Linked DNA regions of Hordeum vulgare: region 2 is linked to region 1. A link is a contact called in public Hi-C data. All regions are on one chromosome and are shown on one strand. Each heading gives the region's core, a stretch centred on a gene start, on an enhancer-like site or on the middle of the called end of the contact. The rest is flanking DNA. Distances are from core to core; before and after follow the strand shown. Region 1 holds the start of LOC123440113. Region 2 overlaps LOC123444148 (zinc finger protein BRUTUS-like).

The links. Hi-C and Micro-C count contacts between places; a contact is called where the count stands out from the background.
Region 2: a contact with region 1 is called in a Hi-C map of seedling, with 5 times the contacts expected there. The contact joins the enhancer-like site here to the promoter of LOC123440113 in region 1. A contact is called at or near these places in 2 of 6 Hi-C or Micro-C datasets (leaf and seedling) and 1 of 1 datasets of contacts at active chromatin or transcription factors (embryo).

The regions. Positions count from the first base shown.
Region 1 is chr3H:441,270,179-441,273,608 of MorexV3_pseudomolecules_assembly, reverse strand. LOC123440113 reads left to right here and starts at 1,990. Exons shown (of 3, transcript XM_045116691.1): 1 at 1,990-2,531; 2 at 2,624-2,683; 3 at 2,774-3,196. The coding sequence starts at 2,001. The coding sequence ends at 2,779.
Region 2 is chr3H:441,715,929-441,719,538 of MorexV3_pseudomolecules_assembly, reverse strand. LOC123444148 (zinc finger protein BRUTUS-like) reads left to right here. Exons shown (of 14, transcript XM_045120772.1): 12 at 43-102; 13 at 921-992; 14 at 1,068-1,527. The coding sequence ends at 1,202. Among protein-coding and RNA genes, the nearest start is that of LOC123444148, 14 kb to the left of the region's middle. Within about 2 kb of position 2,023, at least 1 of the 3 cell types and tissues checked has open chromatin away from gene starts, as enhancers often do. A contact at or near this core is called in seedling, where this site is marked.

The sequences.
Region 1 (3,430 bases), core at 741-3,240:
TGCAATATTAATGGTGTTTGTCTCGTAATGCTAACAAAGGAGGACATTAATCATCCCTTGCATGCATGCGAGAGTGAGATCATTGGCTTGATGTGCATGAGAAAAAAATATACATTAATTTACATGGAAAACAAGGAAACAAATTGTCTTGAAACATTGACTTAGACATTAACTTTTGTCTTGGTACTTGTAATATGAGTTTGTGGTCTTGTATACAAAAATGAAGGGAGTATGTTTAAACACCATGGTATCTTTTGTCCAAGGAATTTTTTTTTTAAATAATTCATCGGTAATTTATGTGTTAAATTACCATACTGTCCCATGATTTAACCTTCACGTACTGTAGTTACTAGCCTTATTATGGTATAATTATCATGTTACTCATACTATATTTATCATGCTGGTATGCCAAAATTATCAAGCCAAACTTTATTATTTTTTCTGATATGACAAAAATAAGAGAGGTTAAAATAACATTGCTTATCTATAATAGATAATAATAGAAGGTGGTTTAGTTGGTTATTAGGCTCAATAACTATTGCATAGACGGGGATGATAGCAACCAGGTAGGAACGAATTGTGTGGATATGTCTGTCCAAAGTAAATATAGATGATGAACCTTGTAAGATTTGGTTTGGGACACCCCGAACTATGTCCTTGATATAATTTCGGATGAGATTTCGAACTTTAAATTTTTGAATAAAGCACCTAAAAAAGGGACCTCCTATTCGCCGCTCACTGCGGCAACCAGTTGGGGCTTCGCACAGGGCGACCCCCCGACTGGGCCGGCCTAGTAGGTGCACAATGAATGTAGTTTTTTTCCTTTTCTGCTTTTTTTTTTGAAACCCAGAATATTTTTTTGAAAATCTAGAACATTTTTCTAAAAGCAATAAACATTTTTCGAATTTGAATAACAATTTTTGAAATTTCAGAACATTTTTTGAATTCCATAATATCTTTTACATTTCGGAACATTTTTTAAATTATGGAACATTTTTTCAAATTCCAGAGTATTTTTTCAAAATCCGGAACATTTTTTCAAAATCTTGAACATTTTTAAATTCCGAAATATTTTTTAAATTCGGGAAGATTTTATTTTTCAAATTCTGAAACATTTTTTCAAAACCTGAAACATTTTTACAAATTCCGGGACATTTTTCTAAAATCTTGAATATTTTTTAAAATTCCAGAACATTTTTTCATATTCCAAATCATTTTTCCAAATTCCAGAACATTTTTTCAAAATCCAGAACAATTTTAAAACAGAAACAGAAAAAAAAAACAGGAAAAACAGAAAAATAAAAAAAACGGTTCAGGAAACCTTCTAAAAGTTTCCCAAAACCGAAAAAAATCGGTTGAAACCTCTAGAAGGTTTCCAAAACCGGCACCCTCGCTACTGGGCCTGCCCAATCTCCCGCCCGCTCTGTGCGAACGTCTCGGCACAGGTTTCAGCGGCAAATACAATTTTCCCTAAAAAAAAAGACCGAAAGAGGCACCGATCGAGAGACAGGATGGGCTGGATACGTGGGCCACGGCGTTACGTCTGAATGTCTGATGGCGGCGGCTCGGCCCGCCGCTACCCGCGAACACGTGATGGCACCACCACCACGTCCGTTAACCCCCGCACCCGACGGGGAGAGAGAGAGAGTGGGGGAGGAAGGAAGGCGACCGCCGCCCTCTCGCGCCACATCCGCCGTGCGTCACACCAAAGGCGAGGGCGAGGGCGAGGGCGAGAGACCTACCTCCAACGCACACGCAATTCTCTGGAAGGAGCCCCGCAGCGAATTAGAATTACACCCAAAATAATCCCAGGCAGGAGTACTCCGGAAAACAAAGGAAGAAACTGCCCTTTCCCCGTTTTAAAAATCCCACCTTTCTTTCTCCCTAGTCCTCATCCCCCCCGTCTCGCCTTCCTCGCTTCCTTCCGCCCCCTTCTTTCCCTCCCTCCCTCCCTCCCTCCTCCCACGCGCTAGCCGCCCGCCCCTCCCTCCCTCCCTCCTATGGTCTTCATGGCCGCCGCAGCAGACGACGACCACGACCGCCGCCGCGTCGCAAACCTCTCGCCGTCTCCCTCGGACGCCCCGGCTCCCGCGCAGCCGCACCGCACGCGGCTCCACAGCTTCTCCTTCCCCACGCTCAGCTGGGGCACCCACCGCCTCCTCCGATGCTCCAAGAGCCCCGCCTCGGCGCCTCCGCCCCCGCCTCCTGACACCCCGTCCCCGGACAAGGAGAAGGCTCGCCGTTCCACGGATGGCGGCGCCGGAAGCGGTTCGCCCCAACGCCCCCCTCAGCGGCCATGGAACCTCCGCACCCGTCGCTCCGCCACTGCCGCGCCAGGTGCTTCCGTACCGGAAGCCGCGGCCGATGCTGCGGCGGAGCATGCGCCGGCGCGGCCTGCGGAGACCAAGAAGCGGGTGTTTTCCATCGTGCTGTCCAAGGAGGAGATCGCCCAGGACTTCGTCTTCTTCCGCGGTACGCGGCCCCCGCGCCGGCCCAAGAAGCGCCCTCGCCCGGTGCAGCGACAGCTCGATGTAAGGATCGGACCTGCGTTTGTAATTGCCAAGTTTTCGGTGTTTGAATTTGGCTTCTTATTCGCGTTTTTTGATTCTTTTTCGAATTGCAGTCGCTGTGCCCTGGATTGTGCCTAGTGGATGTGACGCCGGACTCGTACAAGATCGAGGAGGTAAGGAACAAGGGATCGTTTGATTTGTTATTGCAATTCCGTCCCCTTTTTTTTTGGTTTGGCTCTGAAGATGCGCCTGTTTTCTCGCAGAGGTGAATGCTGATATGGCGAAGATTCAAATGGGAAGGGATTCAGATGTGATCATCTCTTTTGTTCTCCGATGTTCTGATCGCGTTTCTTTCTTATGCGAATGGCTAAAAATCTCTGCTTCATAACTCAGAACTGTGTTATGGTGGAACATTTTAGATGAAGTTCAGTATAGTAGTATCTCTTTAGATGATGTGTTGCGATGGAGTTGGTGAGTAGTTAAAGTTAAGGAATTTGGTTATGGGGCTTGTAGGATTGCTAATTGTACCAAGGTTATGATCCTTAGTGGGGTGTAACAGTCCTGTTATGTACATGGTTAATGGTCTATGAAGGTCTTTTTTTTTTTTTATGAAATTGTAGGTAACAGTTCAATTTTGCTTCATTGTAGCGTTGAGATGTTTTAAGTGTTCTTGTGCATTGGTCGCATTTCTTCTCTTCTCTGATTGGTAAAAATGCCAATGTCATAATCCACAAGTGGTGTTATTGTGGATGTTTTAGATAAGGTACAGTGAATTATCTCTTCTGTTGATATGTTGGGATGTAGTTTCTCAGTAGGTAAAGTAAAGGAATTTGGGTTGCTGGACCTGTTGGATTGCTAAAAATTTATGAAGGTTATGATCCTTAGGTGGGGTGTAATTGTCCTGTTATGTACATGGTCAT
Region 2 (3,610 bases), core at 774-3,273, 450 kb before region 1:
CTACTAGCTGTCAAAAACGCTTCTGACAATTGTCAATCCCAGGCATACACTTGCAGTCACTACACTTGTCCTATCTGCTGCAAATCCTTGGGAGATATGGCGGTAAGCTGCATTACTTTTTACGGCATTGCAAATTTTGCATTTATGGTAATGAAGTTAATCTTCATCTTGAGTCCCATGATTTGTGTTCATATCTTAGTGAAAATTATTATTTCTCCTACTTTACTCCTCAACTAGAGGGCATTCCACTAGCTGATAAGTGATGTTTCATAAAGCATGAAACAGACACATTTTTTACCGGAAGCCTGTACCTCCATTTGAGAGTACACAATCAAATATTTTATCTCTGCAGTTGTATTGTATGATTATTCTCCACGGACAATATAATGCTGATTCCTGACGCCTGAGGGCGACTTTACTTGTGGTCTTGTTATTTAAACTCGTTCCTAAGATGCAAACTGAAGTCTGTTTTGGTATTTGGGGAATACACAGTTGGACATTTTGCTCGAGTCATGTTGAGTGACTGAATATAATGTACACAAACTTCAGTGGTATTGGTATCTGAAAAAAGAAGAGGAAGCATTTTAAATTGTTGCCATTATGTGAGATGCCAATTGAAAACTGCCAGTTCTATTTTGATTTGTTTGAAATCTAGCTTCCGGTCAGTTAGCTCCTGTGAAACTATTTGTCCAATACTTTAATGTTACCATGGTAGTCTCAAAATAGTAGGGACATGTTCTTCTGTGGTCAGTTATTCCTTGAGTGTGGGCTACATGCTGTAGATGTAACAAATCTATTTGCGTGGCTTAAAATATCCACAATATAAGGATTGTTACTTGTGAGCTGCTTGTCTAAATTTTGTAAGCACATACATGATTCGTATTGAACTAATATTTATTTCTGCATTTGCCTATGTACAGGTGTACTTTGGCATGCTTGATGCGTTGTTGGCTGCCGAAGAGCTTCCTGAGGAATACCGTGATAGGTGTCAGGTATTCACTTTCTGTTCTTGGTTTCATTATTTTCATATGCTGTTGTATTTATATTCTGTTTCATTATTCATACAGGATATTCTTTGTAATGACTGTGAAAGAAAAGGGAGATCTCAATTTCATTGGCTGTACCACAAATGCGGCTCCTGTGGTTCTTACAATACCAGAGTTATCAAGACTGATACGGCAGATTGTTCTACCCCAAACTAGCGAGGGGAATATTCTTTCTTTTCTAGTTTTGTCTCTTGTAAATATAGTCTTACAGAATCTTGTGTAGAATAGCTACCATATTATTTCATCCCATAGCCAGTCATTTTTGTCAAGCATAGCGTGCAATTTACTAGGTCTAGTGCTATAATCTGTAAAAATGGACATGGGCCTGACCTTCATCCTGTCAGGTGCATCCTGCCTGCCCTAAAGGCTTAGCATCCAGGCCAAAGTATATTACAGTATACAAGTGTACACTATACGCAAAGACCGATCAGGTCCAGCCTTCCGTGTTGTTCAACGGTTTCAAAAGATTGTTTTTGCGCAAGATTCTTATGTTCCTCGTATGCACATCTATTTCATGTTAAAAAAGTACTCCATCCATTTCTAAATATAAGTCCTTTTAGAAATTTCAATTCCTAAATATAAGTTCTTTTAAAGATTTCAGTATAAGCTGCTCCCTCCGTTTCAAAATATAAGACCTTTTAGGAATTTCACTAGGAGACTACATACGGAGCAAAATGAGTGAATCTGTATTTTAAAATATGTCTATGTACATTCGTATGTAGTTTATAGTACAATCTCTAAAAGGTCTTATATTTAGGAACGGAGGGAGTACATACTAAGCAAAAACAAGTGAATCTATACTTTAAATACAATTATATATATCCATTTATATTAAAATCTAAAAGATACTCCCTTTGTTTGAAAAACATGTCACCTCTAAATTTTAAACCTGATACTAATTATCCTCTCTCCTTCCTTTCCATTGTTGCCTGTGGCACGAACTAGGCTGAGCCATTGTTGGGCCTAGCGTGACATCGTCCACCTGCATCGCTGCGATGCCCCTGCTTATCTATGCTGTTCGTAGGAAGGCGTGAGCTGTGTCATCGCTTGCACGGAGGCGATCGCGTTTGCCTCCACGGCGGACGACGCCTCCCTCATCGCCCTAATCGCGTCCTCAGCTGCTTCCTCGCGCCTGCGGTCGCCGCTGCAGGATTTGGGCAAGTCGCCGATCGTCGCTTCCTTCTACGGTTGCGGTTGCTTGCTATCGCCATCATCAATCCCCTCCCGCCGTCGACAACTATTGCTGCTGGCGGCCCACACCAATTCGCCCGCTTCTTGTCGGCCTTCTTTACCCTGCCTCTACTGCTGCTTGTAGTACACTGCCTTGCCTTCTGAGTTGTTAACAATTTTGGGAACAAATTGTTGTTAACAATCTGCATACTTGGCCATGTTTGGAAACAAATTGCTGTTAACAATCTGCATATTTGGCCATATTTACAGTATGTTTATAAATCATTTCTAATAATAGCATGCTTACAAATCATTTCTAATAATCTGTTGTTAATAGACAAACAATCTTCTGTTTACATTATGTTTATAAACAAACAATTTGTTGATTGGCAGCAACATCGGGTGTCATCACCTCCTGTGTTGAATCAAGAGTTAAGAATCAGATGAACAACATGACAAATAGCAGCGACAATACAAGAAGTATGTGATGAAACAACGCAAGATTGTTACTAAAGATCAACAAAGCAACAATGATATGTTCAGTTAGCTGATGTGTCTGTGTTAATTCAGTCAGCTTGTTCTCATTTAACATGGGTATTTAGAAACATTGTTACTAAAGCTTTAAAGACGGAAAACTGTTAAAAAGAATAGCGATCAGATCAATTTCTGTTAGAGCCACTGGTTGCAAAAACTGAAAACAGAAAACATTGTTACTAAAGCGAGTGCTTGCAAAAAAAAATCAGTTAGATCCACTGCTTGCCTCAGATCAAATTTTGTTAGAGCAAAAAAAATTCAGGTGTAGTAGTTTGATGTAGGAGTATTCTAGTTGATGGGTCAATTTTCTTAATGGTCACACAACAGATTGTAATGTTCATATAATTTGATCCTCTTTGCATGTAAATAAAGAGAGCATGTAAAGGTTGTAATGGTCAGTCATTTTGTTCAGATTGCATGATTTTGTCACACAATTTATAGATTGCATGATTTGCTAACTTGCTATAAGTGTCAATGGAATGATATAAATGTGTCATTATAAGTGTCAATGGAATGATATAAATGTCAATGAAGTAAAGAGAGAATGAATATAAGTGTCACGATTCACATGTGACAACTAACTGAATTTTAAATGACAACATCAAAGATTTTGAAGACAACAACAAAAATGGAATATTTGTGATGTGTAACTTAAGCTGGGATAATCCCATACGAGTAGTTACTTAATTTATAATCCCATAGGAGTAATCGGCTTTGAAAAGCACTCAATTTATAATCCCATAGGAGTAGTTCCTTAATCTACATTTTGCTATAAGCGCTGACTAAATTCAGAAATGTCAAATTTTGACTCATTTTGTCATGATTTCAGAGTAACTAGCACAACTTGACCCATTCACCAC